Regions from separate parts of the Mus musculus genome. Here all the other regions are linked to region 1. A link is a contact called in public HiChIP or PLAC-seq data. All regions are on one chromosome and are shown on one strand. Each heading gives the region's core, a stretch centred on a gene start, on an enhancer-like site or on the middle of the called end of the contact. The rest is flanking DNA. Distances are from core to core; before and after follow the strand shown.

What was found. HiChIP or PLAC-seq counts read pairs in DNA pulled down with a chosen protein or histone mark.
Region 2: an H3K27ac HiChIP or PLAC-seq map of embryonic stem cells shows a contact between it and region 1, with 4 times the contacts expected there. The contact joins the enhancer-like site here to the promoter of Fbp2 in region 1. A contact is called at or near these places in 14 of 39 promoter capture datasets (the 3T3-L1 cell line, 3T3-L1-derived adipocytes, the C10 cell line and 8 more), 1 of 15 datasets of contacts at CTCF or cohesin (large pre-B cells), 5 of 115 datasets of contacts at active chromatin or transcription factors (embryonic stem cells, fibro-adipogenic progenitors, kidney and 2 more) and 2 of 9 other capture datasets (adipose tissue and liver).
Region 3: a FOXA1 HiChIP or PLAC-seq map of pancreatic cancer cells shows a contact between it and region 1. The contact joins the enhancer-like site here to the promoter of Fbp2 in region 1. A contact is called at or near these places in 6 of 39 promoter capture datasets (the C10 cell line, the HPC-7 cell line, cranial neural crest and 3 more), 1 of 115 datasets of contacts at active chromatin or transcription factors (pancreatic cancer cells) and 1 of 9 other capture datasets (liver).
Region 4: an H3K27ac HiChIP or PLAC-seq map of epiblast stem cells shows a contact between it and region 1, with 2.6 times the contacts expected there. The contact joins the enhancer-like site here to the promoter of Fbp2 in region 1. A contact is called at or near these places in 4 of 39 promoter capture datasets (the C10 cell line, the HPC-7 cell line and neutrophils), 3 of 115 datasets of contacts at active chromatin or transcription factors (embryonic stem cells, epiblast stem cells and memory CD8 T cells) and 1 of 9 other capture datasets (liver).

The regions. Positions count from the first base shown.
Region 1 is chr13:62,853,634-62,861,567 of GRCm38.p6, reverse strand. It overlaps Fbp2 (fructose bisphosphatase 2), which reads left to right and starts at 3,168. Exons shown (of 7, transcript NM_007994.4): 1 at 3,168-3,440; 2 at 6,502-6,664; 3 at 7,502-7,594. The coding sequence starts at 3,271.
Region 2 is chr13:63,349,055-63,356,988 of GRCm38.p6, reverse strand. The region is part of intron 6 of Fancc (Fanconi anemia, complementation group C); the gene reads left to right. Among named protein-coding and RNA genes, the nearest start is that of Mir3074-1, 52 kb to the right of the region's middle. Within about 2 kb of position 3,453, at least 10 of the 459 cell types and tissues checked have an H3K27ac peak or open chromatin away from gene starts, as enhancers often do. A contact at or near this core is called in embryonic stem cells, where this site is marked.
Region 3 is chr13:63,299,330-63,307,263 of GRCm38.p6, reverse strand. It overlaps Aopep (aminopeptidase O), which reads right to left. Exons shown (of 16, transcript NM_001289926.1): 16 at 4,387-7,934. It overlaps Mir23b (microRNA 23b), which reads right to left and starts at 6,780; the gene lies at 6,707-6,780. Mir27b (microRNA 27b) reads right to left here and starts at 6,552; the gene lies at 6,480-6,552. It overlaps Mir3074-1 (microRNA 3074-1), which reads left to right and starts at 5,981; the gene lies at 5,981-6,065. It also overlaps Mir24-1 and a transcript of Fancc not described here. Within about 2 kb of position 2,678, at least 82 of the 459 cell types and tissues checked have an H3K27ac peak or open chromatin away from gene starts, as enhancers often do. A contact at or near this core is called in pancreatic cancer cells, where this site is marked.
Region 4 is chr13:63,274,087-63,282,020 of GRCm38.p6, reverse strand. The region is part of intron 13 of Aopep (aminopeptidase O); the gene reads right to left. Among named protein-coding and RNA genes, the nearest start is that of Gm16907, 19 kb to the left of the region's middle. Within about 2 kb of position 3,875, at least 187 of the 459 cell types and tissues checked have an H3K27ac peak or open chromatin away from gene starts, as enhancers often do. A contact at or near this core is called in the HPC-7 cell line, embryonic stem cells, epiblast stem cells and 1 more, where this site is marked.

The DNA.
Region 1 (7,934 bases), core at 1,919-4,418:
CTGCACATCCTGTCGCTTAAATAACCTGGTTTGTGACTTTGTGTGGCAGGCCTGGGAAGTGTCTTCCCAGCGCATATCACAAGACCCCCGTGTGACAGCCCAGAGGGCTCCTCCTCCAATAGTGGTGGGAGGTGGAGGTAGCTGTGAACCAGAAAAGGAAAAGGGCACAGGTTAACTATGTGTCATGTCACATGAGACATGTCACTAATGTGCCAGTGGTCCCAAAACACCTCTGTGGGGCAGCTCTCACCCGCCTCATCTCCTGGGGAAGCTTCCTTTGCATCTAGGCCACAAAGGTGCCACATGCAGATGTGCTAGGATCACATGACAGGATTAGATAAAGCAGTTTTGCCAACAGGAAGGGTCCTCAGACAATCTTCCAGAAACATATTTCTTTGTCCAGGTCTCTGGTGGACGGTCTTACAAGCTTTAACTGTTCCAGGGTCTGTTTGTCCTGATGCGCTCAGACGTGGGGTTTTCATGGAACACAACCAGGTCCTCAATAACTCTGTCGCTAATATGTCAGCAGTCCTGAAATACCTGGGAGGGGCAGCTGCCACCCAGCATCCAGAATGTCACTGTGGCCACGCTATGAGTTTCCAGTCTGGTGTGTACCCTGGAAGAACTTTGGCATTTGCAGAAAGGCCAGCAGCTGCTGTCTCAGGCCACTTGGGCAACCTGAACGTCTACCCTTTAAGTGCAGCTTTGTGTATGGGCCAGAACTCGACATTAGGCATCTTTTTTCTTTATATGTTGACAGAGTCTCTCACTGAACCCAGAGCTTACTGATTTGACTAGACTGGCTCTAGTCTCTTCCCCACAGCTGAAATCACAGGTGCACTCCAGTATGTCTGGGTTTTAACATAGGTGCTGAAAAATCCAAAGATTCTCTGGCTTGCACGGCAAGCACTTCACCAATGAACTCAGTCATCCAGCCATCCTTCCAGCCTCTTCACCAATGAACTCAGTCATCCAGCCATCCTTCCAGCCTCTTCACCAATGAACTCAGTCATCCAGCCAGCCTTCCAGCCTCTTCACCAATGAACTCAGTCATCCAGCCATCCTTCCAGCCTCTTCACCAATGAACTCAGTCATCCAGCCAGCCTTCCAGCCTCTTCACCAATGAACTCAGTCATCCAGCCATCCTTCCAGCCTCTGAATGAGGCTCTCAAAGGGGACCTTTGAGTACCTGAGAGGATGCAACAGCCACAGCCTGGAAGACCAAAATACAGTCATGTACAAATTTCTCTGAGCTATGAATGTTCTGTCTGCATGTGTACCTGCAGGCCAGAAGAGGGCATCAGATGCCTTTGTCGATGGTTGTGAGCCACCATGTAGTTTTCGGGAACTGAACCTCTGGAACAGCAGCCAGCGCTCTTAACCGCTTATTCATCTCACCAGCCCCACCAAACAAATTTAATTGAAATAATTATCAAGGGAGGATATAAAATTGCAAGGCAAAATGCACACCCTCAGTTTTGTTGACTAACTTATTTGATAGAGAGTCTTGACATATTGCCCAGACTTGGAATTCTCCTGACTCAGCTCTCCAAGTAGGTGGAGATATTGAAATTATTTATATGTATGCTTATAGTTCTAGGTACACTGAAGAGCTGGAAGGATATAGGTTTCTAAGACACCGAGTTGGATACCAGGCACACCGACTGATTTTGAATACTTAGAGCCACTCCACCAGTTGTTGTCTGAATTTATGAGGAAAGCACAGTCTTACATGTTGAGCATTACTCTCAAATTAATCCACATATTGGGTAGCCAGCTTGGGACCCAGAGCCAGGTCTGTCTGCCATCAGAGAAAGTTAGGATATCACAGTAACAGAGAGCATGGCCAACTCTAAGCAGTTAATTCTAGGTCACCTTTAAAAAGTATTTCTTTAAGCGTTTTTGTTGGGAGCTATTAAGATAACACTATTGTCCTGATCTCTGAATTGGGCCTCTTCCCCCGAGAAGAAAAGAGGGTCAAAAGCGGGCCACCGGCACACCGCTCCGAGAACAACCACAGATTGTTCCAGCCCTAAGTCAGCGCGGATGTCCTGACCTCAAGATACCCTGATACCGCCAAGTTCCTGCTTCCACGTGTAACTGCCTAAGAATGTGCAATTCTATTGCCCCTCCCCCACTGATAAGTACTTCTCCTTTTGCTTGTATTGCCCCATCCCTCCCGCTGATAAGTATCTGTACTTCCCCTTTTCCTTGTGCAATTCTATTGCCCCATCCTTCCTGCTGAAAGGCACTTCCCCTTTTGCTTGTGCATTTAAACCTCAGGCCTGACTAATACATTTGGGGGCTTTGATGCATTCTAGAAGGTCTCCGTGTCGTTATTCGCACAAGGCCCTCGTCCCTCTCTACCCCCCATTTGGTTCTTAGGAGGAGGTCCCCTCGAGACCCTCGAATAACTGGACCTGCTGGACGGGTCACCTTTTTATGAGACCATTTCGTGTGTCTGTCTCCTACACATGCTCCACTTACATGCTTGGTATCCTGGAGGTCAGAGAGGGCACTGGAGCTTCCCAGAACTAGAGTAAAAGTTGGTATTTGGACCCAAAGCCAGGTCCTCTGCAAGAGCAGCCAGTGCGGTCCTGATGTATGTTTTCAAATCAAGGGTTTTTAAAATAAAAATAAAAATCCAGAGAAACTGGCAAATCAACCCTGAGACTAGACACTCTGCTAGGAATGTAATATTATCTTCCTCATCCCTCCAGTTACACATGCTTAATAGAAGCAAGCCTGAAAGAACTCTTGCTCCAGTCACCCTGGGATTGCCATTAGTTTGTTATGTGACCTATGCCCCAGATAAAGAATCTGCCAATATGCCATCTGAGAGTCTCAACCGTGCAGAATGACACACAGTGGCGGCTAGCTGCAGAAAGCCCTCTTGCTTCCCATAGGAGGAATTTGTGAGTCATTTTATTAGCTAGTCTTCTTTCACCTGTGGCTGATCCTGGCTTCTTAGGATCAAACAAAACAAAACTGGGTGTAGAGATTGAGGCCAGCCCTTCCCTGTAGCGCAGTACTATTTACAGCCTGCTTCTTGCACTGTGGCAGCTGCCACCGTCAGGGAGGGAGGCCAGGGAAGTTTCCTTGAGGGCTTGTCCGGCTATCTGAGTCACGTGGGGTGGGGTTCATTTCCCTCGGACTTTGGCACAGTCAAGTGCAGGTGTGTCTTCAACGAGTAGGCTGTGAGGCTGCTGCCTTGAGAGAGCAAGGATTTCTACAAGGAGCAAAGGGAGGCTTTGGGATCTCATTTGCACAATGACGGACAGAAGCCCCTTTGAGACAGACATGCTGACCCTGACCCGTTACGTTATGGAAAAGGGGCGACAGGCCAAAGGGACCGGAGAACTCACCCAGCTGCTCAACTCGATGCTGACTGCCATCAAAGCCATCTCTTCCGCAGTGCGCAAGGCCGGCCTGGCCAACCTGTAAGTCCTGGAGAGCATGCGCAGGCAACCCAAGCCAGGGTGTGGAAGCCACAGACCGGTGCTTGTGCTAGAAACGGGGTCCAAAGCTAATTTGCTCTTTGTGCCGTAAGGACACTGCATTTAAATTCTTTAAGCCTGCTTTGATAAAGCAGCCTTTGGCATGTTTTGCAAGGAAAGGGAAAAACTGCTTAGCAACAAACTGCAGAGAAAAGTGTGACTACCGGTTACTTGGGATTATAATGGTAACACTATAGCTTGTTGCCTCAAAACCTATATTGAATTCTCATTACTTATATTTGCAAAGTCTTAATGGGACTTTAAAATGTGTTTTGATGCCTTTTTTTTTTTTTTTTTTTTTTACCCCGTACAGGTGTGTTCAGTTGTCATGACCTCTGTCAGTATTGTGGGGTAGAAATCACCAGAACACAGGTTAAGGGGGCTTGACTGTCATGAAAAGAACCTGGCTCAGTTTTCTCCATCTTCACGTGGTGTTCAGGAATCTGGACAGGCTGGGCTGGGGCAGGCACAGCAGAGCACCTTTGCTTGGTTCTCTTTTGCAAAACAGGGCCACGTTCATGCTGGAGTTGCTCTTGGCCACAGCCAGGAGTACGGTTTTAAGGCATGATGAAAAGAAATCACTTCCTTTGGACTTCCATTTTGATTCCAGTGAAGGGCCCCTCTGAAGTCGAAGGAAGGGACATACATGTGTGTGTGTGTGGGGGGGGGGGACCCTCGAAGAAGAGCCAACAAAGTCCACCTATTTAAAATGTTTATTCTCGATCGTGTGGTGCCTTTATTCCCAAACTGTGACAGCATTAATTTCATAATTGCAATCATAAAACCACCACAGAGCTTACTATGTACGTGTTTAGGAACAGATAACAGGACCCAAATTAAAGATGATTGATTGGCTCTTTCCCCGGCCCGTGCTGTCCCTTAACTGTGTGATTACTTCATTCGGCAAGAACGGCCAAGCGCTCTCTGCCTTTAAGAACATGCTTCCAGAATGGGCGTTGCCTGCATGTGTGAAGATCATCCCCGAGTAACATTAGATAGCGTCTTTGCTACTCCTGTGTTCCCGCTCTGCTATAATTAGGGCGGTTTCCTGTGGCCACTCAGGACTTTTGCCCACACTTTTAACCCCTCCTCCGTGCAGGCCTCTCGGCTCCACAGCAACTCTCTTGGCAGCGTTCCTTGTGTATCTGCCACAGTCTGCTTCTCAGTGGTTCAGCATCCGACCAAGGGCCATGAAGGTCTAGATAGTTAAGTGCTTTATTTAACTTGGTTTTTCTTACCTTGTAGCTGTGGAATATGGTTTATTCTCGCTAAGACCTCCATGTTTGTAAATCTGGGAGCTACTAATAGTTTTAACACAAAGGGCTGTTACAAGGGTTAGTAAGTCATTAGGGCTATGGTTCTGACAGTGATAAATACTCAAGACATGCCCCACTATTAGCTACCATGGTTCTGAGACCATTCGAGGAAAAACTTACAGACTGGCCTATGTGGTGATTGACCACTTGGTGGCAGGCTCAGCCCTGGAAGTGGTGTCAGACAGAGTCCTAGGTCCCTGGACTGCTCTTCATAGTGGGGAAACCCTAACCTCCTCACACAGAGAGCAGCCACGGGGGTGGGGAGGAGACAGGGGCTGCAGGTACCCTGGCCTTGTCCAGTGCAGCTGTGTCCAGCCTTTAGGCATCGTGACAGGACCTCGTGGTTTACAGATGTGTTGGGCAGCATTCACGCACATGGCCAGTAGGTGGCAGGCTGTACACATTTGCTCAGCTCTTCATGCCCCAGCAACAGCTGCTTACATAGGAGACTGTGATCCTGAGGCAGAGCAAACCAATTTAATTGTTCTATTTGTTTGCTTACACGCTGCCGTTTTGAACCAAGGGGTAACAGCCTTTGAGGTCATGACGTTTGACGTGAGGTTGTTTCCCAAGGCTCATCATACCATACATCAAATTCTGGATGGGAGTAAAGTGGGAGGGGACGCCGTCAGTTAGAGAAAGGGGAGGGGTGCTTTTATGGACGTCAGCGTCCATACGCGGCTCTCAACTAGAGACACCTGTTCGCATCACCTGAGGATTTCTTCAACAAATAAATGGAATTAAAGGGAAGGGAAGAGGGCAAATGGCTTTTTTTTTTTTTTTTTTTTTTTTTTTTTTGCCACCCCTTCTCCATAGTTCAGCAGGACCTGGCTCTGAGTGTGGGTTAGTTAGCTTCCCCATTGCTGTGATAAACACCAGGACTAAAAGCAACTTGGAGGAGGAAAGCAGTCCATCACTGGGGCGCGCGGGAGGGGGGAGGCGTGGGGGGTGGGGGGACGGTCAGAGCAGGGACTCAAGGCAGGGACCCAGAGGCAGGAACTGAAGCAGAAGGCACGGAGAACGCTGTTTACTGGCTTACCCAGCACCACCCACCCAGGGGTGACACCATCCACAGTTGGGTGGGCCTCTCACATCAGTCAGTAACAAAGAAAACGGATGTTTCCACAGGCCAATCTCCTGAAGCCATTCCTCGATTGAGGTTCCCTCTTCCTAGGTGACTCGAATTTGCTTCAGATTGACAGAATTAAAGCAGCCCAGAGTGAGACGAGCCCGAGGTTATCGGGGACACCCTGAAGGCTTGAGGTGTGAGGAGGAGATTGTGTATTATGGCTCTAAAACACAAGCCTCTGTAGAGATGTTTGAAGTTGAAGCTTGATGTTCCAGTGTCGAAAAGCTATGACCATCCACTCTTTGGTACCCTTAGTTATCCTTAGGGGCTCTCCCGTTCCCTCTAGCTGCCAGTGCCACGCAGGAGTCTGCATTTTAGTGAGACTGGATCTGGTCAACTTCCTTGGAAGACCAAGGAGACGTGACAATGCCCCCAAGGTGCAAAGGAAGTAACCTTGAGTATCACTGCTTTGGGTCATAGCACGCTCCCTATGTATTTATAATTTGGAGATGGAAGAGGCACGGGGGAGAAGGGTACCTGTACTGTTGGTTTGGGCTCCTCACATTCTTTGCTGGGATTAAGACCCCTTCGGTGACTTAATCTACCCTTGTCTTCTTAGGTATGGGATTTCGGGGAGCGTGAATGTGACAGGAGATGAGGTGAAGAAACTGGACGTGCTGTCCAACTCCCTGGTCATCAACATGCTTCAGTCCTCCTACAGCACCTGTGTGCTCGTCTCCGAAGAGAATAAAGAGGCGGTGATCACAGCCCAGGAGAGGAGGGTGAGTCTAGCGCCGGCTGCAGTACCTCCCGTCAGCAGTAGATGGCGCTACTGGGCTGAGAGAACGGATTGTTTTGCTTAAACTTTTTCTGGGATTGTCCTGTATTTTAGGACTTTTGTTTTCTGGAAACAAAGCATTTCTCAGTTCTTCAGCGGGAAATTGTACGTGGTCTCCTGTTCAGTGCGTCAGTAAACAGGCCTTGGCGTCATTTTGATGAACTTGGACTTTGTAGAGTCCAGGGATAAGGAGGGTTTATTTGGGGAAGTCTTCTCTTTGACAAGAGCTGTACAGAGCAGTCTCTGATTCAGCCCCACCCCCACCCCCAAGATTTCTTATCTATGGCCTTCACTACCCCTGTCTGGAAGAGGGCTGCAATCTCTTGCAGGGAGTGGCTCTTCCCAAATAGATTAGCCTAGCAAATAGACGAATTCGGGGAACACTTTATGATAATCCTGTGCCCTCGGCAGAGTTTGCTAGCGCACGGAAAGGGGTTACATTCAGCAGAGTCACAGAGACTTATTAAAGACTGAAGTTTGCTGGTGGTCAAAAATTCGGTCAACCTTCAGTCACAATACTGTTCTGCGTTTGAACATCAGTTCCACCACCCGAGCCTTGCAGCAAGTGGTTGTGAGTGTATTTTTCAGCATACACCAGACATATAACCGATACCTGTTGAGCTATGTCCATAAGCAATGTCTTTTGGCATTGCAGAAATGGAAGGCTCATGGGTCTAAATGTCTTTGCTGGGACAAACGTCAGTCGCGTGCAGCTCTAATATAGCACAGTTGGGCCAATAGGTAGCTGTGCTGACGGGGTGCTTTTCTGTCTGTGATGTAGGGGAAATATGTGGTTTGCTTTGACCCTCTGGATGGATCTTCAAACATTGACTGCCTGGCCTCCATCGGAACTATATTTGCTATTTACAGAAAGGTGAGTAGATAGACTAGCATCTTTCCACTTAGTTCCTAGTCTGGAAGTCTATCTTTTCTTTTACTCACTAGACAAAGCACCGGAGGCAACTCCAGAAACCCCTCTCTCTTCTCCCTACCTTGCAATCTCCACTGGGAATCTTCATCTACCTTCTTCCCAACATTCCCCTGGGAGAGAAAAATGGCAGGGCTCCCATGGGGACCTTGTTCTGATTGTCTGGATGGAACTGAATAGCCTTCATCCAAAATGCTAAGGGGCAGAACTATCAGGATTTCAGATTTTGAAATTTTTGCAAATAACATAATGAGTTGTTTTGGGAATGAACACAAAACTCAATTGT
Region 2 (7,934 bases), core at 2,204-4,703, 500 kb before region 1:
ACCTGAGTCTATCTCTAGGACCACCATGGAAATGCCAGGGCTATGTGCAAGTCATTGCAGAAGAGACAAGTGAATGGACAGTAAACATGAAAGGAATGGCAAGCGCATGCATGACTTCAGAAGATGGCACAGTAGAGAGCCTCAAATGTTTTTCCTCCATTGGGTAGTAAGGACACAAAGAACAAAGCCAAACCAGCTAATCACAGTATCAGAGATTCTGCAGTACTGGATACAGACACCAGAGGGAGCAATGATCACTGGCTCGTGTAACTAAAACAGAGGACATTCATTCCTGTGAGGCTTCCCTGCATAAAGTGAGCAAGACTGGAACTCAGATGTCATCCGTGGCAGTGAGACAGTAAGAGCAAGCTGTATGCTTTCTACAGCACTCTCATTTTATACTTTAGTTTACACTCATTTTTACACTTACTTTTAGCTACTTTAATTGGGTTTATTTTCCTTTAAAAATTCGAGTATATTTATTTGTTTGAGTATCTTTTCCTGTTCATATATTTTAGGACCATTTAGATAGTGACCCAGAGATTATTTATTTCTGATTATTTTTAAACTTAATTTGACAAGATCTCATGTATGAGGCTGGCCTCAAACTCACTGTGTAGCCGGGATAACCTTGAATTTGTCTCTGCTCTGCAGCGCTGGGGTGACAGGTGTCATCACACACCACCACACCCAGTGCATGTGGTGCTGAAGGTCAAAGCCAGAGCTTTGTGCATCTAAATAAGCGTGCCACCATCTAAGCTGGGATCTCAGTAGATACAAGGACATACGAAGACTGAAAATGAAAGGATGCTGTGGATGGCTGTGAGAGTAACACACACACATACACACACATATGCCACATAGCAAAAAAAAGCCATATATATATACACCATACAACTATTGTAAGAGGTAAAGGATGTTACAGAAGGAGAAAAAGGTCTCTTTTCTAGAGATTTAAGCTGTAAACAATTGAACTTAGCAACGGAGTGCACAGATACAAAGTACACATAGAAAGATTGGTGGAGAAAACATAAAATAAGGAGAAAGGGATCCTACATTCTACATTTCACTTTGAATAATGCTTTTTTTTTTTTTTTTTTTGTAATAAAGAATGGTAAGTGAGCCGGGCAGTGGTGGCGCATGCCTTTAATCCCAGCACTTGGGAGGCAGAGGCAGGTGGATTTCTGAGTTCGAGGCCAGCCTGGTCTACAGAGTAAGTTCCAGGACAGCCAGGGCTACACAGAGAAACCCTGTCTCGAAAAACAAAAACAAAACAAAACAAAAACAAAACAAAACAAAACAAAACAACAAAAAAAAAGAGTGGTAAGTTGACAAGACCTAGGGTGGTACTAACAGCCAGTTCACCCAGTAGATATATGTGGAGCACCCCATATAATAATAATAATAGAACACACATTACTCTCTTAGAGTATTCTTCAGGATAGGCTACATTTTGGATTACAAAACACATCTTAATAAATTGAAGAAGACTTAAGTCGTATCAACTGTCCATTTTGATCACTGTGAAGTAAAACTGGAAAGTTTACCAATATGTAAATCAATACATTTTAAAGCAGCTAGTGCTCAAAGAAATGATACATTTAGAAAATTACCTTGAGAGAAATGACAGTGAACATGCCACATGCCAGCACTTGCAGGTTGTGGCAAAAGTTAGGATATTCATTAAAAAAAAAAAAAACCTGAGTTAGAAAGAGGCAGCAGATTAGAATAGCCATCAACAATAGAGAACAAAAAATAAAAAAATCAAAACTGAGAGAGGTGTGCAGGACTTAGTCTTGGGCTGTGAGATATCACTAAACAGCTGTATGCCAACAACTAGGACAGTCTAGAATTGGAGGCTGTTCTAGAAATATGCAAGTCTTTAAAAAGTAAAAATATGAGCAGATTAAGTCAGGTGTTCAAAGCCTCCCAACAAAACCCCAAAGATCAAATAAATGGCTTTACTGGAGGAGTTAAAAATTCTTTTAAACTCTGCCAACCTCCTAGAGAAGATGGGGACACTTTCAAATCAGTTTATAAGGTTAGCCATCTACGGACAACACAGTCATACACATCTATGCAAAGAAAACAGGGTTAGTTGATATCTTTGGTGGATATGTGAGTAGTAGATCTATACAGAGCTTAGTACCACTAATTACCAGGGAAATGCAAACCAGAACTGCATAGCAGTTTATATAAATAAAGGTGTAAGGAGGCTGGATGTAGTATTGTATATATCTTTAACTTCAGCACTCAAGAGATAGAAGCAGGCAGATCTTTGAGTTCTGAGACTAGTCTGGTCTACTTAGTGAGCTCCAGGCCAACTAAAGCTACATAGTAAGATTCTGTCTCCAAAAAAAAAAGGGAGAAGAAGAAGAAGAAGAAAAAGAAGAAGAAGAAGAAGAAGAAGAAGTAGTAGTAGTAGTAGTAGTAGTAGTAGTAGTAGTAGTAGTAGTAGTAGTAAGGGAGGGAAGCGTTAGATAGCTTTAGTATGTTGTGTTGTGTTGTGTTGATGATGATGTGGAGAAATGACATCATGCACTGCTGGTGAGAATGCATTGTGGCATAGCTACTGTACACAAGCCATAGTGGTTCATTCACAAAGAAAAATAGATCTGGTGTGATGCTGCATGCCTGTGATCTCAGCACTTGGGAGGGGGGAGTCCGAGGGTCCAGAGTCCAAGGCCAGCTGTGGCTACATGAGACTTGGTCTTAAACAAGCAAGTAAATGGAGTTTCTGCATGGCCACTTCCACTTCTGCTTATATATTCAAAAGAATTGAAAAGATAATTTGCAAACCTATGTTGGTTGTATTTTACATACTAGCCAAGGGATAGAAGTAACCTCTATGCATCTTGTTAGATGAAAGCATGGCATAGACACAACTAAATTTTTATCATCCTTAAAAAAAAAAAAAAGAAAGAAAAAAGGAAAGCCCTGTTGAGTGCTCTGACATGGTCCATCTGACACTACACAATGAAATAAGCCAACCACCAAGAACAAATGCTGCCTTCCGCTCACCTGTAATATCCAGAGTAGCCAGTCTCTCAGAAGGTAGAATTCTGTTTGCCATGGGCTGGGAGGAAGGGAGGCAGGAGTTCTTGGTTGATAAAGAGTTTTAATTTTGTAAGATGTGGAAGTTGTGGAGATCTTTTGATAAGATGATGGTTTGAAAGGTTGATATAATGAGGGTTTTACTATCACCTGGGGATACTCTTTAAGTGTTGGTGATTTCAGGAAGATATAGGTTATTTTCAAGTAAGGCTAGAAGAGGTCCATGATAAATCTCCTTGCCACAGATCCTCTGGGCCCCTTTGTCTGCTTGGAACGGGTCTCTAGTCTCGGGTGGGCAAAGCGTCATATGAATTGACTGACAGATGCACACAGGAGAGGTTGTGTAGAATCTGAATGTAATGTCAAATGGAGCATCAGACTTTTTATACAGAGACAATAAGGAAGTTGGGTGGCACACTTGCAAGGTACAAAGAGGTTACTGGATTCTTACATAAAACAGAGGAATGCAAACACAGAAAGTCTAACAAGGACCACCTGGGATAGAATTCATTGTTAACAGCTGGGATCAACAAGGGTTCCACCTAAGATTCACTTAATCTTAGAAGCCAAGGTCAAGGGCTTCGTGCCCTTGCCATAGTTCCTATTTTAGTCTATTGTATAGTCCACCTTCCCCTTAGGCCATTGTAAATACGTGTGTGTATGGGTGTAACTCAGCTATAGTTCTAAGTATCTATTCTGGTTTCTCCTTCGGTCTGAAACTTCCTTCTTCCTTGGTGATGGTAAATTCCTGTGTAGGGGAGTGACTTAGCTTTTAATCAAAGTGATAGTGTAATACCAGAGGCTATTCTGAATGTCACTGAATAGCAACATTCTTACTGAATTCCAAGCCCATGGTCTTGCTCAAAGATGTTCTTAGGACTGTTGGAACACTGGTGAAGGCTTTAGCTATGTCAGAATTCAATCTTAAAAAGCACTTATAATAGGATAATACTAAAAGAGAGCATGTGGATCCATCCACTAGACTAACGCGGGAATGGAAAATTAATGTATGGGTTAGAGAGAACACCAGACTCCAGGAGTGAGTTTCCGTGAAACTCTTTTGCCTCGTGAGTAGCTTCCAAGCCTCAGCCTGTCAAGCTGACTCGACCGGAGAGCGTGGCATCTCCTTAACAATTTTAAAGTCACTTGGCATTGGTGGAGCACACCTTTAATCCCAGAACTCAGGAGGCAGAAGCAGGCAGATCTCTGAGTTCAAAGACTGGTCTACAGAGCGAGTTCTAAGACAACCAAGGCTACACAGAGAGACCCTGTCATGAAAAACAAAACAAAACAACAACAACAAAATTTAAAAGTCTACTATAAAATTAGGTAGAGCTTGGCTTATCAAAATACAGGCAAGCAATAGATATCCCTCTGAAGAAGTTCATGGCATTTGTGGATCCAGCCTGAGGCTTGTCAGATATCTAGAGATACAGTTCAAGAGGGAGTTATGTAGCTTTCCAGACAGCATTACAGTAAGTGTTAGGCTGTGACTAGTTGCCAGAGCAGTACTCCAAACGACTTCTGTGTAAGAAGTGAACTGCAAAAGGCTTGATGCTAAGCACATATTGCTAGAGCCATCATCCTGTATGGTTGTCTCTAGCCTCCCAGCTTTCTACAGCAAGCCACAGGACTATACCTTGAGATGACTCTTGCAAGGTTCACAGCATCACACCTTGTAGCTGTGATAGCAGAGACCTGGATAAAGAATATAAATATCTGTAATTGAATTGTTGATTTTGTTTCTTGGTCACATGACTCTATCAGCTTCTCTAAAGAAAGCTAAATTTTTACCATCTCTGCTTCTGAACTCAGGACATCAGTCTCCTTTTTATGAAGATTTTGAAACTGTGAGTTGAACTTTAAATAGTCTAGCAATGAAAAGTTAACATTGAGTGGAGTCCCTTAGAGTAGCCAAAGAGAACAGAATAGCTTTTTCATTTGGGATGGTGTTTGGGGTTCTTTGGCTACTTGAACTTTTGAAGTTATACTAATGAAAGGAATAATTACAGGTATGTTTTCATAAGTGGGTACAATTTTGTTGATTCAGGTATGAACCAGAAAGTTTGTGGCCCACTCCTGCTGTTTCTAGTTCCAAGGTTCTGATTTGTACATCTGAAAACTTGGCAGAGAACTTGAGATATATAAGATAGTGTTGTACTTTAATTGTCATTACTATTGGCAACATTGCTATGATGCTCCCCTCCCCCAGCCCCCAATCAGGTTTGGCAGCTGGCTTTGAAGTGCCGCCCTTGTGCCAATTTTCCTTAGGACAGAAGATGCTGGGCTGAAGTTAAAGTTCATAGAGCAGCTGCACCTTAAGACTCCCAGTTTGGGACTGAGGAAATGGCTTTGCTGTAGAAGCACTTGCTGTGCAAACAGGGGGACCCTAGTTTGATCTCCTGCATCCATGTAAAACACCTGAGCACAGTGGTATAACTTTGTAATCCTAGTCCTGGGGAGATGGAGACAGAGGGCTCCCTGAGGCTCATTGTCCATCCAGCCTAATCCAATCAGTGAGTCCCATGCCCATCGAGGGACCTGCTCTCAAAAACAAGGTACCCACACGTCAGTTTTGACTTTTGTCCAAGGTTTTAAGGGGCTAAGTTATTTTTCATTTTTAATGGATAGGGAACAGGATTTCATGGTTTTGGCTATTAAAAACGAGACTTTAAAAGCTCATAAAAAGATTCAAAGAGCACGTGAGGCATCAAGTTACTTTTTAAAGTCAATTTTCTGATAAGACTAAATGAACTCCATAGGAGGGTTGAATTTCTTTCGAAAACTATGTACTGACTCAACACACTTTGAAAAATTACCAGGGAAAATTGTATCTTATTCAATTATAAAATTCTTTGAGGAGGAAAAATAGGGAAAGAAAGACTGTACTAAACAGGACTCAGTGGAGCAAATGAGGAAGGCTTGAGATGTGTCAGGGTCCCTGAGATGTCAGGCTAGCACGAGTGGTAGCATTTTGTGGTTTCAGTTAGGAGTTATCCCAGTGCTGCCCGATACAGCTTGCTGCTGCTTGGAATAACTAACTACTCACCACAGTTTCACCTTTGGTAAACTTTGCTCTGTGCTAAGGAGTTTGTCCATATAGTTTTTGAAAGACATTTAGAAGATGCTGGTACAGAGGGGCACTGTTTCAACTGATAGCATCCAGTAGGCTCTCCTAATAGTGGCCAGGAGAGTCGCGTGTGGACTGGCTGCCAGTGGTGTGTCATATCTATAGTAAGTACCAAAACCCTGCATTTCCCTCTCTGGGAATTTTACTCAAGAGGCAGGAACAAGTTGTTTAATTAGAGAATCAGTTGAATTTGACTCACAGGGACAAACCATTCAGTTGACTGTTAACCTTGGACTGAAAACAGCAGCTCAGAGAAACACGTAGAGGCTTATAGTTCACTCTGTGGGCATGTCTGTGTTCCAGCCTCTCTGTTGACTTCTAACAAATTTGGATGAGCCATAATGGTCACATTTTCCATGTCCTGTTACCTCTTGGCATGCACACCAGAGCACTGAATGTTGCTGTAAAATTAAAGAAGAGTTTCTCATGCCCATGAGTCATGGCTCAGTTCCATCCAGTTCTTTCTGCTGCAGATCTTCAGAACTATTTGCGTTAATAGATAATACGCTTCAGCTTCTGGGTTTGATGTTCAGAGACAGGCTAGGCTCTTCAGTCAACTAAACCTGAGGGAGAATCTGCCTGGTGATGAGGACAGTAAATGAAAAACACAAGTGTTTCCCAAGAGACCATGCTCTGAGTACCACGTAGAAGCTGTTCCAGAAGAGGAACGGCTGAGGACTGAGGAGTGAACACTACTCTGTGAGCTGTCTTTGCTGCTCTCAAAACAAACTGAAACAAGAAATATGTCTTCTGTTACTGCAAATACTATTTCTGCATGTTTAGTATTTAAATAACATTGAGTTTTAGTTTTTAAAAATTCAATTATAAAATATTTGATATCTATGTGCCCATTGCCCAAGTTCTCCATTGTGTATGTTATATTATTATTTGCTTTGGTCTTTTAAGGACATAGTTTTGGTATCAGTTTGAAAGCATCTCTTTCTCACTACACTGCTTCCTCTCCAGAGGGCCTAGCCCTAGAGAAGTTGCTGTCAGCCCTTGGGGTTCTACTTTCAATGTGCTTGCTTCATGTGTATGTATCACCTTGAATGCTTTAGGATTAACATAAGTAATAACATGGATATAGATATTTTTGCTTTCTTTGTTTATAATTATATTTTTAAACTTTACCTGGTACTATATGTCTGGTTTATTTCATTTTAACTGCCACTTAACATTCTATTCTGTAACTAAACCACAAGTTATCTATTATCTATTGATTTCTATACAAATACACAGCAAGCTGTATTCAACCCTTTTGAAACACTTGTTGAAGTCCCCTTAATCTGTTAGGAGACTGTGTCTGTTGATTTGTATTTTCTGTTCTCTTACTGATCCTCTGTGTGTCCTAAATGAAGCAGAGTCCAGTGTGAAAACCTGTAGACCAGAAGGTGACGATAGGAGTGCTTTGCATTTCCCACAAACCTTGCAGGTGGTCTCACTGGAGTGCTCTCTGCTAAAGGATGTATCCTGCAGTCTCCTGCCTAGTACTGTAATCACTGGCCCTGCAGAGCTGATGAACTTCTGAGATACGGTTAGGGTCCCAGTCTCTAGTTTTGCTGCAGTGTATTGGTAGGCAGTATATTGGTAGGCAGTATATTGGTAGGCAGTGGCCAGAGACCTGCCACAAAGGCAGTGGCCAGAGACCTGCCACAAAGCCTTGAGGCTCATGGGACTCAAGGGAGCTAGCAATCTTTCACAGGCAGGTTAGACTTACTTAGGAGGCAAAGCAGAAGACTTGGGTCAGAGT
Region 3 (7,934 bases), core at 1,429-3,928, 450 kb before region 1:
CCCTCAAGGACACTACACATGGGCTGTTGTGCTGCCTCTGGGGAGCTGTTGTGAGGCTAGGTGCTTGTCTGTGTGCTTGCTAGGCTGTGGGGGAGGATGTCTGTTGTGTGTAACAATGAAGTGAGTGTTACTCCAGTGATTGGCTAGGGCAGAGCCCAGGTGAGAAGGGAGCGAGCTGTGCAGAGTTCAGTTTCTGCTATCTGATCTACAGAGAGAGAAAATGGAGGGGGTGGGAGGAAGGAAGCAAAGCAGGTGGAGCGCCATCTGTGACTGAGGAGGAGACATCTGCAACCCCCGTGCTGTAGCAGCATGGTAGCACCCAGGACTTAGAGTCCAGCATCTGAATAGAGGTTTCTAGTTAAGTACTCTCCAGGGCTGGAGCCATGTGCTCTGACATGCATCCTGAGGCTCCATCTGCCACACTCCTAGCCTCTGTCCTGTCACCATCCTACTCTAGGACGTACCCTCCGACCTCAAGGCTTGCTGAGACCTCCACCTCTGTACCTGTTTCTTCCTGGTCATAGTATAATAGGTAAAAATTACAACTGCAATTTTTTACCATTAAACCATTATTGCACTTTATAACTCAACATAAACCTCACAGCTATCTCCATTCTTCATAGGCCACAGAGCCTCCAGCACCTTCAACACTGCAGTGTGAAGGTGAGGAGTGAGGTAAGGCTGTGTTAGGCTCAGGCGGCTCGGCTCCCCGCAGCTTTTCAAGCCTCAAGTTCCACCTGGTTTAGAAGGCCACACTTCTCCTATAGGTTAATCCATCGGACAGTGGGCAGCAAGGGAGGACCTGCTGGAGTAGACAAGAACTTCCTAGAACTTGGGACTCTTGAGTGCTACAGCTGGGTACCAGGCTCTAAAGGTGTGTGTGTGTGTGTGTAAGAAATTATAGGCAAAATGACAAAGGTGGCTTAAGAAATGAGAAGCCGCAGGGCACACACCTACTCTGTATCCAGACATTCTGTATCCAGACATAGCCACAATAAGCTATGTAGCCAGGACAGAACACAGTCTGGTGGATCGCTTTCCTGGAATGCCATGGAATGGACAGCCGGTTAGGGCCTGCCCCGTCCATGTTCCTGGTCCACCCTGCCAGTGCCTAGGTAAGGTCATTATACAGACAAGAGACAGTGGTGGACCCAGGACAGATGGGAGAGGTCCCATACTCATTCCTGTTCTGTCCTCGGGGACTCATAAGCCAGCCCAAGCCTGTTTCACTGAATTGGCCAGATTTGATTTTACAAGCCAGCTGAAGAGAAAGGGCATTGTATCTCCAACCCAAGCTTGCACACACGTCCTGTCATGCCAGGTTTCTGGGGCCATCGCCAGCTGCTGAGGCCACATTCTGGTGACTGTACCTCTTGTTTCCTATGCTTCTCCGAGAACACGGACATGGACACTCCCAGCGGGATCAACCACCAAGGCAGGGCTTCTTTCTGGCCAGTCTTCCCACTGGGGCTACACATGCCAACACCAAGAGCCGGTCTCCTCAGCAGCCCACCCCATCCTGGGAAACTTCCTCCGCTTGCCCCAGTCTCCTCCCTGTCTCACACTGTCTGGTCATTGGTCTGAAGAGAACTGCCTTATTGGTTCATCAATCTCTCCGACAGCATCAATGGGTGGGAAGGGGGCCATAAAACCGTCCCCTGAATAGCCGGATGGCTGCTCCTCCCTCCCACCTCGTAAACCCCACAGACCAGCCAAGGGGCCCCCGAATTCACTGTGGCTAGGGTGAGTTCACCCCCCTCACTGAGACTACTCCCTGAAACCTTTCTTGGGAGGTCCAGGCACTCCCCACCCACGCCAGCCCTGGGAGTCTCAGAGATGTGATGAGGCTAGGCCACTCCCTAGGGAGAGAGTGTTCCAAGGGGCTGAATAACCACTGAGCTTTTGGAAACAATGTTAAGCCGCAGCAAGGTGTCTACATACTGTGGGAATGGGTATGGCAGCCCAGCCACTCAGGGAGCAGGCCAGCTAAGGCCACAGGCCCAGCACCCAGGACTACTTGGCAGGTGTAGCTGGGGCGGGGTGTTCTCCTTTCCCTTACCAGGCCAGTGCTGTTCCTGTACTGGCTGGCTCCGTCTCTGTATAAGCCTGGTGGGGACCAGCAGGACTGAAGCAAGCAGCTCTGCATGTGAACCCTTCAGATCCCATCCTCTAAGTACTGCTTTCTGTTGCTTCCTGGGCCATAGCTGCTTTGGAGAGTTGGGGCAAAGGTGATGCTGTGGATAACAGAGATCCCTGTGTGTGTGGCATCCCCTGCTAGCTGGCCGCTCACTGGGCTTGTGTAGCCATGTCCTGCTAAGCCACGGTCAGGAGAAAAACCTGGTAGGAACTTGGCACTGGCCTGGAGTGGACCCTGAAAAACCCTCTGCGTTTGGTAAGGACTGCTTACTTTGGGATATCTGCCATTTCTGGTTTCTACCCTGGGGACATTCTATGACATTTCTGCTCACCACAAGCAAGAATACCTTGCTATAGTATCAATTATTTCATTCTTTTGATGTGAAATTCGTTTGAATAAATAAATACATAAATGCTTTAAAATCCTCCAGTACTATTGGAATAGCTGAGTCAGAGCGCCCAGAGTCCTTTCTGGGACTTTCTCAACCCCACCCTTCCCTTCTTCCTGCCTGGGTCCAGCCAGAATTCCCAGTACCTCTCCCTTGGCTTCTGTCCAAAGGCTCACAAACAAGGTGGTGAGCTCCCAGCCAGCCAACCTCTGCCCCTTCCTGGGGTTCAACTCTCTTCTACAAATCCGAGTGTGGATGGCTCCCTTCCTAGGCCAGGTTCAGGATCTATGTAGAGGGACAAAACAGTGGGTTCAGGATCTATGCAGAAGGATAGCCCACAGTGGGGGCACTGATGTTTCCTCCTGTGCAGGGAACCATGGCCCAGGGGTCAACATCAGATGATCTAGATGCACCCCCTTCCTGTAGCCCTGGCCTCACTCCGGTTGAGGCCTGCTCTAATCCTTGTCGGAAGCATCCCAGATAACACGGAGGGGTGTGTCTCCTCTGGAGAAGAGATGGAGTAACTCTAGGCTGTCTTGGTTGGAAGGAGGCCATTTCTGGTGGGATCAGTGAGAACAGGCTGGCCCAGCCCTGGCCTGTTGTTCTCAAGTGATGGACATCTGCTTAGCAATGACGATGACAGTATTCAGTGGCAGGGTTAAGAGGCTGGTGTTTCTGCTATCCCACTCACCTCTTGGCAGTTATCTCACACGGATCCTCCTGTCCCGGCCCCTCTACCTACTGGAGGCATGGGCCTGGTGGTAGAGCACTTTGCTCCCATTGGGTTTCTCTCACCCTTCAGCTTCCTCCAGGAATGAAGTGAGGCTAGAAAACGGCATGGAAATAGTGCTGGCAACAAGTGTGCCTGACCACCAAGGACAGTCTCAGTCTCTCCAGGGACAGAGGAGCAGACTCAGGTTCAGGCTTCCAGGCTTTCAACACAGGCTCAGTCTCACATCTGAGTGGTGGGAGGGAGAGTTCCTTAGAGGGGTTCCAAGCCCCTGCCTAAGGCTTGGACACCAAAGCTCTGAAGACCAAGCACTACAGAGTGGTCTACAGCAAACACTGACCCAGGGATCCAGCTTCTTGCTCTGCCCACTTGTGGTTTGGAGCAGGAGCCTGGGTGATGATCCACATCCTTCCTCCGCCAACAGTTCACTCATCACCTGAACCATATGCTATAGAGCAAACTCCTCCCTGGGTGAGACAGCTCAGAGGAGGAGGTCAAGCCTCCCTAGACATCCATTCTTCCGCCCTCAGACCCTGCTTCGCATCCTATTTGACAAGTTAACGTTTGCAATGTTCTGTGTCCTGTGAAGTCAGGTGGCTCACGGAAGAATGGAGACTGCACTTTCTTGACTCCAGAGGTCTCAGCCAGATGAGGGAAGCCTGCTTCCACAGCCTCATGGGCCTCTGGTGCAGCTATGGGTGGCAGGAGCTGCTGCCTAACTTGTTGGGGTGGGGGACTAGAGGAGAGGGGAGGATAGGCTTGCTCTGCACCCAGCCAGAGGTGGCAAAGGACAGCTCTACCACAGATCCTTCACCAAAGCTGTGAAATGGGCATCTGGTTCCAGTGAGATCTCCACTTACCTGAAACCCATTGGCAAGAACCCAAGCCAGACACAGCCAGGCACAGGGCTCAGTGACCCATGGGGACAAGGGACTTGATCCCTGAACAAAACCCACCTTAGGCGACAGCTTTGTTTTGCTTTAGTGGTTCCTAAGAACAAAGAACAAAACCAGACTAAACCAGTGCTTGGCTGCTCTCTCCAGTTCAGAGGAGGTATGGGCCACTGAGGTTCTCAGAGGGGCCTTACAGGGTGTGTGGTTCTTAGTCCACCTCTAAGCAAGGCCAGAGTGCTTCTGAGAGCAGGAAGGCATAGACTCAGCCATTTATTTCAAGTCTTCACAGAAATCAGGGTAACATTAAGTAGAATTAACACACTTTGATACTTGTACCATTGTGGTATACAAAGCAGATAACCATTTGCAAGTCCCCTGCAACCATCCAAATGCAGTCACTGCTACAGCCCAGGCTCTGAAAACCAATGGTTCTGTGCGGACGCTCCTCTCAGTCTGTCCTAGAGCCTTTGTCACCCAGCAGGTCTGGGTGCAGAAGCCTGGCCAGCCAGTGGGATGCTCCTTCTGGTTCCTCTGTCCACCGCTCTGCCTTGGCTGGGCTCATGTGACTGCACTGATGGCTCAGTCTCAAGCACCGTTCTCTAGACAGTGACTGAAAGAGCTTAGAGCTTGTTCTGAGACTCCGCTAGTACCAGGCTGGCTGAAACTCCACATTTGGAAGAGAGCAGAGTCCCAAGCCACACTAATTTCCCTTTACTTCCAACCTTTTTAGAATTAACATTACCTGGAGGTAGGAAGTGTGTGGAAAGTGCCTGTTCTGACACACGTTCTTCTTTGCTTTTAAGGAGCATCAAATTCAGAAGCAAACTGGAACACTAGCAAATCTGGTACTTTATTAAGACATTTTAGGCTTTCCTGCATTTTCAAAAACAGGAATGCTCTGTTGACTGAACACATCAAAAGGGCTTTGCAGAATCCTTGGGGACCAGCCACAGGAGGTGTCACATGATTCTGCAGTCTCAGAGCATGGCAGCTAGTTTTTGCAATCACAGGAAGCAGGCAACCGGCTCTCCATCTGCCTAGGGGAGGGTGTCCTTCATTGAATGACTGCCTTAAAGTCACAGCTCAATTCCAGTGTGTAGACTCAGTCTCTCTAGGACTGGGAACAAAGGCAGCTGCCAGGTGCAACAGTTTATGAGGCTCCGCCTTTTATATATGCCACGGGAGCCCAGTCTCTGGAAGCCCAAGATGGACCAACCACTGCTGTGGGCTGATGGCCTTAGCAGCCACATAATCCTCCCTTTGATGTCCAGGGTCAGTGCAGTCCTGGCCCCACCAGGGCTAGGAGAAGGTATATGAGAATCTCACTGTGATCTGTCCTGTGGAGGAAACAGCAATAAAATTTATTACCCAGTCACCACAGCCATTCCAACAGGAGTCCTCCCAGCCTCTGACCTCCACTTGAGAGGGAACTTTTCATGGGAGGACAGGGGCAACACTGAAGCCACACCTCACAATCCTGGGTCTGGGGTGCACAGTCACGGCACAGGCCATGCAGGGCTGTGAAGCCCAGAGAGGTTCAGAAAGGCTCTACAGACAAGGCCCTTCAGACAGGCATTCTCACTGCTCAAGGCAGCGGTGACATGGTGTGCTCTGCCCCAACACGTGGCAAATGCTCAGCGCCTGCCCTACCTGCTTCTAGGGAATGCAAACTTTCCAAGGTTAGCTCTGCACTCTACAAATCCCCACCTCGGGAGCACATACAGAGGGATACCACTGCTGTTGGGTCTGGTACCAGACACTCAGGCCCTTCATCTTCTTCTCCGTGGGAGGCCTGCCTCAGGCACTTACAGATGGGTAGGCTTTTTGCTCAAGGGCTCGACTCCTGTTCCTGCTGAACTGAGCCAGTGTGTGAAATGAGAACTGATATCAGCTCAGTAGGCACCGGAGGGCGGGTCCAATCACAGCTGGGCAGTGCCTCCTGGCGTGCCCTGGGCATCATCTTGCCAGCGACTGTGGAGACATGGAGACCTGGACTGCAAATACAAGAAAGAGTTCACCACGCCCAGCAGGGACAAAGAACCACACCCCCACCCATCACGTGTGGCATCAGCTGAGACAAGGTTGGCTCAGTTTCCTTGATGCACCTGGGTTTAGTTTTCTGTGACTCCCAATACACTTGACATTACAGTGAACTAATTAGCAGTAGAACTGTATTTTCTGTAGACACACTTAAGGGTGGTCAGCACGCTGTTTGCACTCTTGACAACACAGCCTTGAGGCAGGCTGGTCTCTCCTCCTCTGGAGTGACCACCAGGCAGTGGCCTCTGCCTGGCAGCTGCAAGTTAACTGTCCCCATCTCACCTTCTCTTCAGGTGCAGAACTTAGCCACTGTGAACAAAGCGGAAACCAATCACTGTTCACCAATCAGCTAAGCTCTGCACCTTGTTAGAGAGGTCATCGCCGGCCATAATTAAAGGGCTGGTGAGCATCTTCGAAGGCTGTTGGCTTCTTTTGTTTCCAAAGAGCCACAAGGCGCCTCTGTTCTCCAAACTGCAGAGAGAAAGTAGCCACGGTTCTGCAGGAGCAGCCAAGGTCATGGTTGCGTGGTAATCCCTGGCAATGTGATTTTAATCTCAAGTCACAAATCAGCATGCCAGGAACCCAAGCAGCCAGAGCAGGTGAGGGCAGCACCATGCCCAACCACTCCCATCCACATGTGCTGAGTGTCCTCCAAACCGCCTCTGAGCCCACCACGCTAGCAGTGCAGCCTGCTGTCCTTCAGCGCGCTGGCTGCACTGTATAGAGGAGCATAGGGGACTGGGAGACAAAGGACACACTTATCAGCTATGAGACCAATACCTTAGGGACCATCCTTGCTCTGAGTATGTGGCCTTTAACCCTGGGACACACCCTGTTCTCCAATTGCAGACTGAATGGGTTGGGATGTCTCTGGGCCCCTCAGACAGCAGGTGTGGTGTGTAGGGAGGGAGCATCTCTCTGGCTTGCCTGTGACCAAGCATTTGGTTGGATAAGCTGAGGCATAGCACAGAGCTCATAGGGGACCTAGCAAGTTGAGGATTTGCTCACTCAGGGGGCAAAAATACTCTTAGAAGAGTCACTAGGACCACTATGTGACTATGGCTTTCCTAAGTGAAGGCCTAGGGACCTAAAAAGGGAACAGTGGCTTTACTGTGTGACCTTCACACACCACATACCAACAATCCCTCAGCTTACAAGTTTCTAGAGAAATGTCTGCAGGAGGCAGTGAAGAGGCGCCCCGACCGACTCTGTCTATCCACACAGGCCACCGTCCTAGCTTGTAGTGTGCAGGCTTAGCAGGCTGTACCTGCTTACTCCAGCCCACTATCTCCCCTGCTTGACTGTGGCGGTCCCCAGCTCTTCTGCAACAACATGGTCATACATAGTAACATGTTTTCCCTTCATCAGTGTAGTTCTTCAGAAAAATAAACATTACACAGAAGTGGGTTTTATAAAAGTGAAATGTGAAAATGTAAATTTAATGTCTGACAATGGGTTAAGATTAGCAACACAATTCTAAATATTCATTAATTGGTAATCATAGAGAACAACAGAGTAACACAGTGATTGATGTAAAATTTCAAACATATACAAAAGTAAACATCATATGTACCACCATGGCAAGCGATAATGTCCTGGGATGATGTAGAGATGATGACTGGCGACTATGAAAGAGACGCACTAGCCCACACCTGTCTCAGAACTCCACGCCCTGTGGCTGAACTGCATTACTGGTCCACAAGCTGGCTACAGAGGAGGCAAGTTACACCACAGCCAAGGACTCTG
Region 4 (7,934 bases), core at 2,626-5,125, 420 kb before region 1:
GAGAGCACTTGCTGACTTTCCTCACACATCAGGGTTGTCTACAGCCCTAAAGATTCGCATCCCAGGGTCTGGCAAAGCTGTTTTCCCTGGTTTATCATGTTGGGTATGTGCTTACAGAAGATTAAAATGGCACATGTCTTAATGTCACAATGCCTCATGGATGGCCTTGCCTTTATGGCATACATATGCCAAGAAGTGTTTCTGGCTATACAAGGACTCAAGAGTGCATCCAACTTTAGGCAAATTCACAAGAGTTAACCAGGCGGAGGTAGGTTCAGATTTCTTTCTGAACCATGTAGGCCTACAAGGCTCCCGCAGACACCTGAAAAATAAACACAGTGTAACAGTGCGTGTTCACAATGTAACAACTGCTTCCCCTCATAGCCCCTCCCTTTCATGAGCAGTCTGATTATAATCCCTGCCGTACTATAACACACTTTATAGGTTGCAGACAAGCACAATAGCACAGACACCTAAGCACATAGTTACTCTCACTCCTAATACCCAAATCGGTGGGACAGCAGCTAAGGGCAGTGAGAGGGAGAAGTCTGCGTGTGATACAAACATAAAATGACGTGCCTGTGAACAAACAGGTGCGGAGCTCACTGGGAGCGCCTCCCCCCACAGCCATCTCACCCCGCAACAGCAGAGTGGAGAGAAAGCTAAAGCTAACGCCTGTACTGACTGAAAAAGCTTCATGCTAATATCAGGGTTTTACAACTCTATACAAATTCCACCTTCTCTACACTGGGCACCCCTTCAGCCCTAACTATGCCTGATAATTCCTTCTAAGCAAACCAAATTTCTGGAGGCCAACACTAGGTCATCAGAGGGTGCCTACTAATACCATGATTTTAACTGCCAATTTCTATTACTCAAAAGACATTAACTTTTCAGCTTCTCTCCTCATGCCTCTCCTTTTTGCCCTAAAATACACGCTTTGTCCAAAGGCCAAGCTAGACACCCTCTTGCGCAGTGTTTTCCCTCGGGCCCCAATTAAGGCCCCTTTACCTCTAGCCACCTCACTGCTTCTCTTGTTTTGCTGTGGCAGTCAGTGGCTAAAGTCACCCATATGCCTAACCTGAGTATCCCTCCTGGGTTAAGTCACTGAACACAACTCCAGCTTAAAAGTCTGCGACTTGCTAACATGGGAGCCCAAGTGGATCTACACCTGCGCAGTGTTTTTCTTCCAAGCAGAAAGCTCACAACCCCACACGAACAGAATCGAAAGGATCACGGAAAGCTTTTGTTGTCACAAAATTGAGGCAATGGAAACATTTAGAGCTAAGCCCCCTGATTTAAGTTGGACAACTGAGATGGGAGGGAGGGCTGGAGGGGGAGTGCATATGCACTCAAACCTTTAGGGCTGTTTCCCAAGTTTATCTGGCTCTAATTAAAAGGCAGGAAAGAGTGAGGGTACACACCCCTCCAAGGAATCCATCCTCCTCCATTCAGTAGGGTACAGACACTCTCGTGCAAGAGCAGGCTTGTTCAGAGGCAGGCAGGACACAAGGCACAGCCATGCTGAACATTCCTTCCTAATGCGGGAAGAACTGTGCTAGTCTGGTCTTTGTAGAATGGACTGAGAGGAAGCACTCTGTTAGTAAACAACCTATCGCCACCTGGTTCTCCAATCCATGGGAAAATGTAGTCTCTAAACAATGAAGAAAGACAAATCTGTGACCTAATGCTGTTTTCAGCCACATTTAATAAAACTATCATTCATTCACAAGTAAATATTATATCACAAAAAAAGGATTAAAGACTTGAAAAGAGGATATGTTAAAGGAAAAATATTTTAATAGAGTGAACGTCTTTGTAAAATACATATTTGCTCCCTGTCGAGCCACCCTACAGCAGAAAAGAAATAATACACGATAAATGCTTGCAAAGTGACTGAACGATCTCAAGTACTTGCAAATGTGCTGGGAGGCAGTGCTGTGCCGCCAGTGGGCTGTCCTGGCAGCAGGCACAGGAGACATCCCACTTCCACTCACAGGGAAGTCAAATGAACTTTCACATAACTTTGGGTCCATCTGTGTGCTATCACGGAGGTACTGCAAGGGACACAGAGGGTGTCAGATGTACTATGGAGTCATCAAGAAAAAACAGCAGTGTCCCTGAGCATCCGGGCCCCAGGGAAGCCGGCGTGATATATTACAAGACCAGCCTGCTGTGAGACTGACACCCACCATTCAGTTGCAAAAGGAGAGAAAATTCTTTCTTTTCATAAACAATGATATATGTTATTATTTCCCGTAGAGAAGGCCTTGCAAAAATGCATCTGCCTTGGAAACGCAAGACAAAATAAGGCTATGAGCTGCCCAAATCAGATAGGTACTTAAAATCAACAGCACAGCCCTGTAAAACTTACTCAAATGAACACACGGAGCAGTATGTAACGGGAAGCAAATCAAGTGCAAGCGTTATTAACGACGGTGGAAATCTGTACTCTTGCCATTAACACTTAAGATTTCATAGTTGTTAATTTTGAAGAAATACACAAAGAAAAAAGTTAACTTCGTTTGCCCCCACCCTCACGACTTAGAAATTGAGGAAAGCGGCACAAGTCTGAAGTTTTAAAGTTTCTTGAAGAGAAAGTGTGAAATTTCTAACCCCCAGCCCTGACCCATGTAAAAGCAGCACAAAGAAAACCAACCCTGGGCTCTTGTAGGAGCCCGAGTGTCTTTACAGGAGTCAGGGGTGGGAGTGGGTGGGGGCAGGGATGGATGTCACTCTGAGCTCCCTCCCAGAGGACAATCCATCCACACAACTGCAGCCCCTGCTTTCTCTTCCATTAGCACAACACAATGCAGAAGAGCAGACTTACCTCCCGGATTAGGAATGCCACAGACAAGACAAGTCTCACCACGAAGCTTCCCCAGGCACAAACATCAGGACTGCAGCTGGCATGCCTTGAAGGCCAAGGGGAGCCCTTGAGCCCCTCCCTGGCCGCCCAGCTGGCGCACAGCAGTGGCTGTATGGGGAAGGAAGTCAGTGTGGCTCCAGACGGAGAGAGCCTGAGACTAATGCAGCCACAGACTGACAGTGGCGTGAGTTCTATTATTACCCCATTATCACTCTGGGATCTGAGCCTAAATGAAGCATGCTTCCTCCCTGGTGCCATTTCCTTTTATCCTGGCTGGAGACTAAAAGCGGATCAATGGGGCAATAATGTATGATGTCACTTCCATTATAGCAACAGCCTCCCCGCCTCTTTCAGTCTGTCTGAAACGCACAGAACGATCAATTCTTCCCAAAAATGGTTAAAAAATGCTTTGGGAGCATGCATCTTCCAGAAAAGCATTCTCTGCTATATTTGTCTATGTTACTTTGGCAGGAACTGTTTACACAGAACAAAACAGAAGAAATGAGGGAGGGAGAAAAATCTCAAATTCTCCTGTAGGCTGGAGACTTGTTGGCTGGAATTCAACCCAAACAGGGGCCAGGGGCCAGGGCAGAATGCCGCTGACCTCTGAGAGTCATGTGCAGAAGGTGAAGGGTGACCTCACGGATATAAAACACCTTTCATTGTATAAGGTACTCTGAATCTGGAAAATTCCTTGCTACCTTCTCCAGGAAGCACAACCACTACCCTGCAGGCCTGAAGGCCACCCACTCAGGTCCATGGCTGCCTGCCACAGGTAAAGGACACATGTGGACGGAAGGAAGACAGGCACCACTCTGAGACTTAAAATAAAACTCCATTGAGTGAATTTTCACTTATAAGATTCTTGCCGATAGCGTGAGATAAGGATACCATGGAGAGAAGTTCCCCAAACAAGAGCAGGAACTTCTATTTCCTCAGGATCCAGAGAGAAACAGAAACAGGAGCCAAAGGAAGCCATGGTCTTCTCTGCCTGTCAGGAAAGGGCTTCCTTTCCTGTTGGGATTCACACAACAGGCAGGGTAGGCGTATTAAGCCTGCTCTTCGTTCATGGGTAATGTCTGTGGGACCTCCGGACAGAACTAAAGTGCCTTCCACGCATTAGAAACTTAAAGAGAAACAGCTGCTGCTGCTGCTGCTGCTGCTGCTGCTGCTGCTGCTGCTGCTGCTGCTGCTGCTGCTGCTGGAGGCAGCAGAAAAATGGTTCTCCACATCGGTTTTTGTTTTAATCGAACTTTAAAGAACTGCCTAAACCTAAGACTAGCTAGAACACTGAATGTGAATCTTGTTTGCATTATTTTGAGGGTAAAAATGGAGGTTGCTAGCAAATGAAGGTTATCAAATAATGAAGAGTGAAAATATTTTCTTTTCAAATTATAGAACTCACCACCAGGCAGGCAACCCTCCTAGTAGTGTCAGTTTCTTTTGGCTACCAAGCATCTTCAGAGCTACACTCTGCAATGACCACTGCAGCAACAAATATTCACAGAATCCATGGCATTAGATGTTTGAGACACGTTACTAATAGCTTGAGATATGTGAACTTGTAAGTCATCGTTTGATCACAGCCCCTCCAAACTGCTACCACAGGATGAAAGAGCATGATAGCCGCCAAGAACAGGTGGGAGCTAAAGTAGGCTGTGGCACAGAGAATCACCATGCTTCCAAGTGGGAGCGTCAAATTGTAAAATGTGTTATTATTTGAACCTTTGTTAGAAGTATTACCCATGCTTCGAGCAATGTGACATCAAGCATATCCTGTGAACTGCAGGAAACCAGAGCATTGGGGCCAGCTGGGTCCTACCACCATGTGTCTACTACTATTTTATGCCACTGTGTATTTCAGAAACTAAATTAAGCTAAATGCTCAAATTAAAATTTTCCAAGGACTTTACAAGAAACATTTGAAGTTTTCTCATCTGCCTGCCTAGAATCTACCAGGTCCACAGTGATGGGACAGAGGGGTACACTCCCACTACTTCACTCTTCTGGGAAGAACCGATTCAAACAAGAAGTCCCAGAGCGCTACAGGCTATCTTCCGTCCTGCTGAAGGTCCCGAAGCACAGCACTTTTATGTATCAAAGAGCACTTTCAACTTCTTGTGTTCAGAATTTGATAAACTTTGAACTTCTAATTCATAAGCAGTGATATCTTAATTCTAAATTCTTGTTATCTACCAATTCATCTCAATGTAAATTCCAGGACGGGAATAAATGCGTTTCTGTTATCAAACCTTTCAGCTAGTTCTGAGTTAAAACACAGTGTTGTAGCCACAGAGTGGATAGTATAGCTATTACAGAGAAGGGGTGAGAGCTGTTATCAGAGTAGAGAAAGTCCAGCATAAAATGTAGAACATTTGGGTAAAATACTTCTTTCTTCTTTTTGAGACAGGTTCTCATGCAGCCAAGGCTAGCTTGAAGCTGCCCGTGTAACAAAGGTAGGGAACAGTGACTTCTGATGCCCCTACTTTCACTTCTGGGGTTCTGAAATGATAAGCATGTGCCACCATGCAAGGAGTGTGCTGGCTCAGGTGTGTGTGTGTGTGTGCATTTGTGTGTGTGTGCATGTGTTCATGTATGTGTATGTGTGTGTGCCCATTCCGTGTACACGCATACATGCTAGGCAAGTATTCTACCAAGTCGCATTTCCATGACAAGTAAATAAATTTCTAAAGACCTAGAAGGAAGTTACAGTCAGTTTTGAGTGATCCACACACCCTTTCCTTTTTTACTTCCTACACCTCAGTCTGAAATATTTTCTTACTCCTGATGAATGACTGAAGGAATATAGTAGACCTTATGTAGTTCGGGCTGCATCTGTGAATGAAGTGCTGAGAAGGCAACCAGCAGCTTCTAAAATGCAGGACCAGCCATGAGCGGCTCCCCTATAGGGCACACAGCAAAATCGCTATGTTCATGACCAGGAACAGTATTCGCTGGCTTCAGTACTTTCACCCATAGGTCGGTGATATCTTGTTAAATAGAAAACGTGCTTCTGTGCAAGGAGGTGTTTGCTGTGCAAGATTGCTAAACAGGTTCAATCTACAGATCCACATGGGAGACACATGGCACAGTGTCCACACAGACATTATGCGTGCACACATAATAATGGAAGAAAAAGTTTAAACATGGAAGAATACTGTTTTCCAAATGCTTATAGATACATGCAAAGCTGTCATTTTAAGAAAATTATCAAATACTGTCTCTTTTTTTTTTCTCCATGGGAAAAATATAGTTAACTATAAATTCACTCAAGCCCAGAAATTTTTCTTATATTTCTCTATCTTCCCACATTACTATGTCAAAGTGAGATAACCTGTGTAGCCACGGGGTACAAATGTGCTGTTTAGTAAATAACTAAGTAGACATGAGATCCTTCGTGGCTGATTTTGGTGCAGTTAACTCTGCCTCCTGCAAAGCTGAAAGAATTGAGGTCCTCATATTCATGAACAAGAGCTTCAATTACTCTGGAAGCTATGCATCCTCTGAATGAGTGCTAACGTGCAGAATAGCCCACCTCCTACAGAAAACACCATCTTCAAAGTTGTATCACAAAAGCTAGAATCCTCAAGTTTAAACAGGACAGAGCACGCTCAAACACAACTCTTATTTTAAAGTTCGTCATGAGAATGACTGAAACTACATCTGTTTCATGTGCCCACCTACTCCCAGATTTCATAGTTAAATCATTAAAAAGAATTCAGTGTCCAACACGGCAAGATGGAGTAACAGGGTGACAACGTCTGCAAGAAGAGCCATCAATAAACAATTTAATGGTGTGAAAGAATCTATCAAGAGCAGATGTACAGAGCTGCAGGCAAGTGTTCAGAACAGAAGATTTGCTCTACAGTAGAACAAATTCAAAGAACTCAAATTTCAAATGTTCTGACCTAAAAGGTTTTATCAGCACTGTATGCGGCGGCTCCGATGTCTCCGATGCAGTGGACCAGGCTCAGTGAAGATGAGGGTCCACCGATGAAGAAACTGGACTACTGTATGAGGACCAGCATGCCTGGCCTCCATGTTAAATTTGCTAACAAGTATTAAAATTCAGTGTAAAAAACAAAGCCACAAAAACATGCTCATAACGAGAGGAATGAGAAAGGCAACGGAAGCCCAGAGAAGTCACTGCTCAGAGTGGTTCTCCTCACATACTCAGGTGTGGGTACAATCATTTTGAAACAGTTTCGAAATGAAATTTACTCTTAGCTGTTCATCTGAAGTCAAAAAAACAATGTCCCCTCACCCCTGGCTCTGGCCTTTCTTCTTCACAGAAAGAACTGTACAACATAAATGTCCTTCTGGCCAGATTTTTTTCCCCCTAACGTTCTTCTGTCTTTCGTACCGAATCTAAACTACCCACAGATTCTGGCATATGTCTACAATTTGCAAGTTGGTTTCTTTTGTATCATTATACGTACAGTCAACCACAACTATAGACAAACAGCAGGGTGTTAGAAGAGGGGGCCAAGTCTTACTACATGAATTACTGCTGGAAAAATAAAGCACGTGGTTGTTATTGAATAAAATGCTTGCTAGGTACCACTGTCCAACTGCTACCCAGTGTGGCAGTCTCACTTTATAGAGTAATCTAAGTTGTGTAAGGCAGGAGAGTCATGTTTGGCCTCGTCTTTGACACTCTGGGATTCCTAGTGTGGGTGTTTTATGCCCTGGATCAACTCAGAAAAATTCAAGAATATTCATGCAAGGGAAAGAAACAAACAACTTCTGGGGAAAAAAAAAAAAAAAACAACAAAGCAGCTTTGGACTTTTAGGCCGAGTATTCGTGTTTTTCAAACCTAAAGGGGATGGAGGCTGTATTGGACCCGCATATGGTGTACAGGAGAAGCTGATGTCTGCAGATGTGCAAGCAGCATTAGGGACAGGAGCCTGACCAAGTCTCCCTATCCAAAGCCATGCTCCTCACAGAGTGACCAAGCACTGGCAAAAGTACAGAAGCCACCCCAGTACAGGAAGCCTAAGACTGGCCCCAAGGTGCTCAGGTCTGAGGTCTATTGTGAGCTCTAGGCTGGATGCAGCCAGGAAG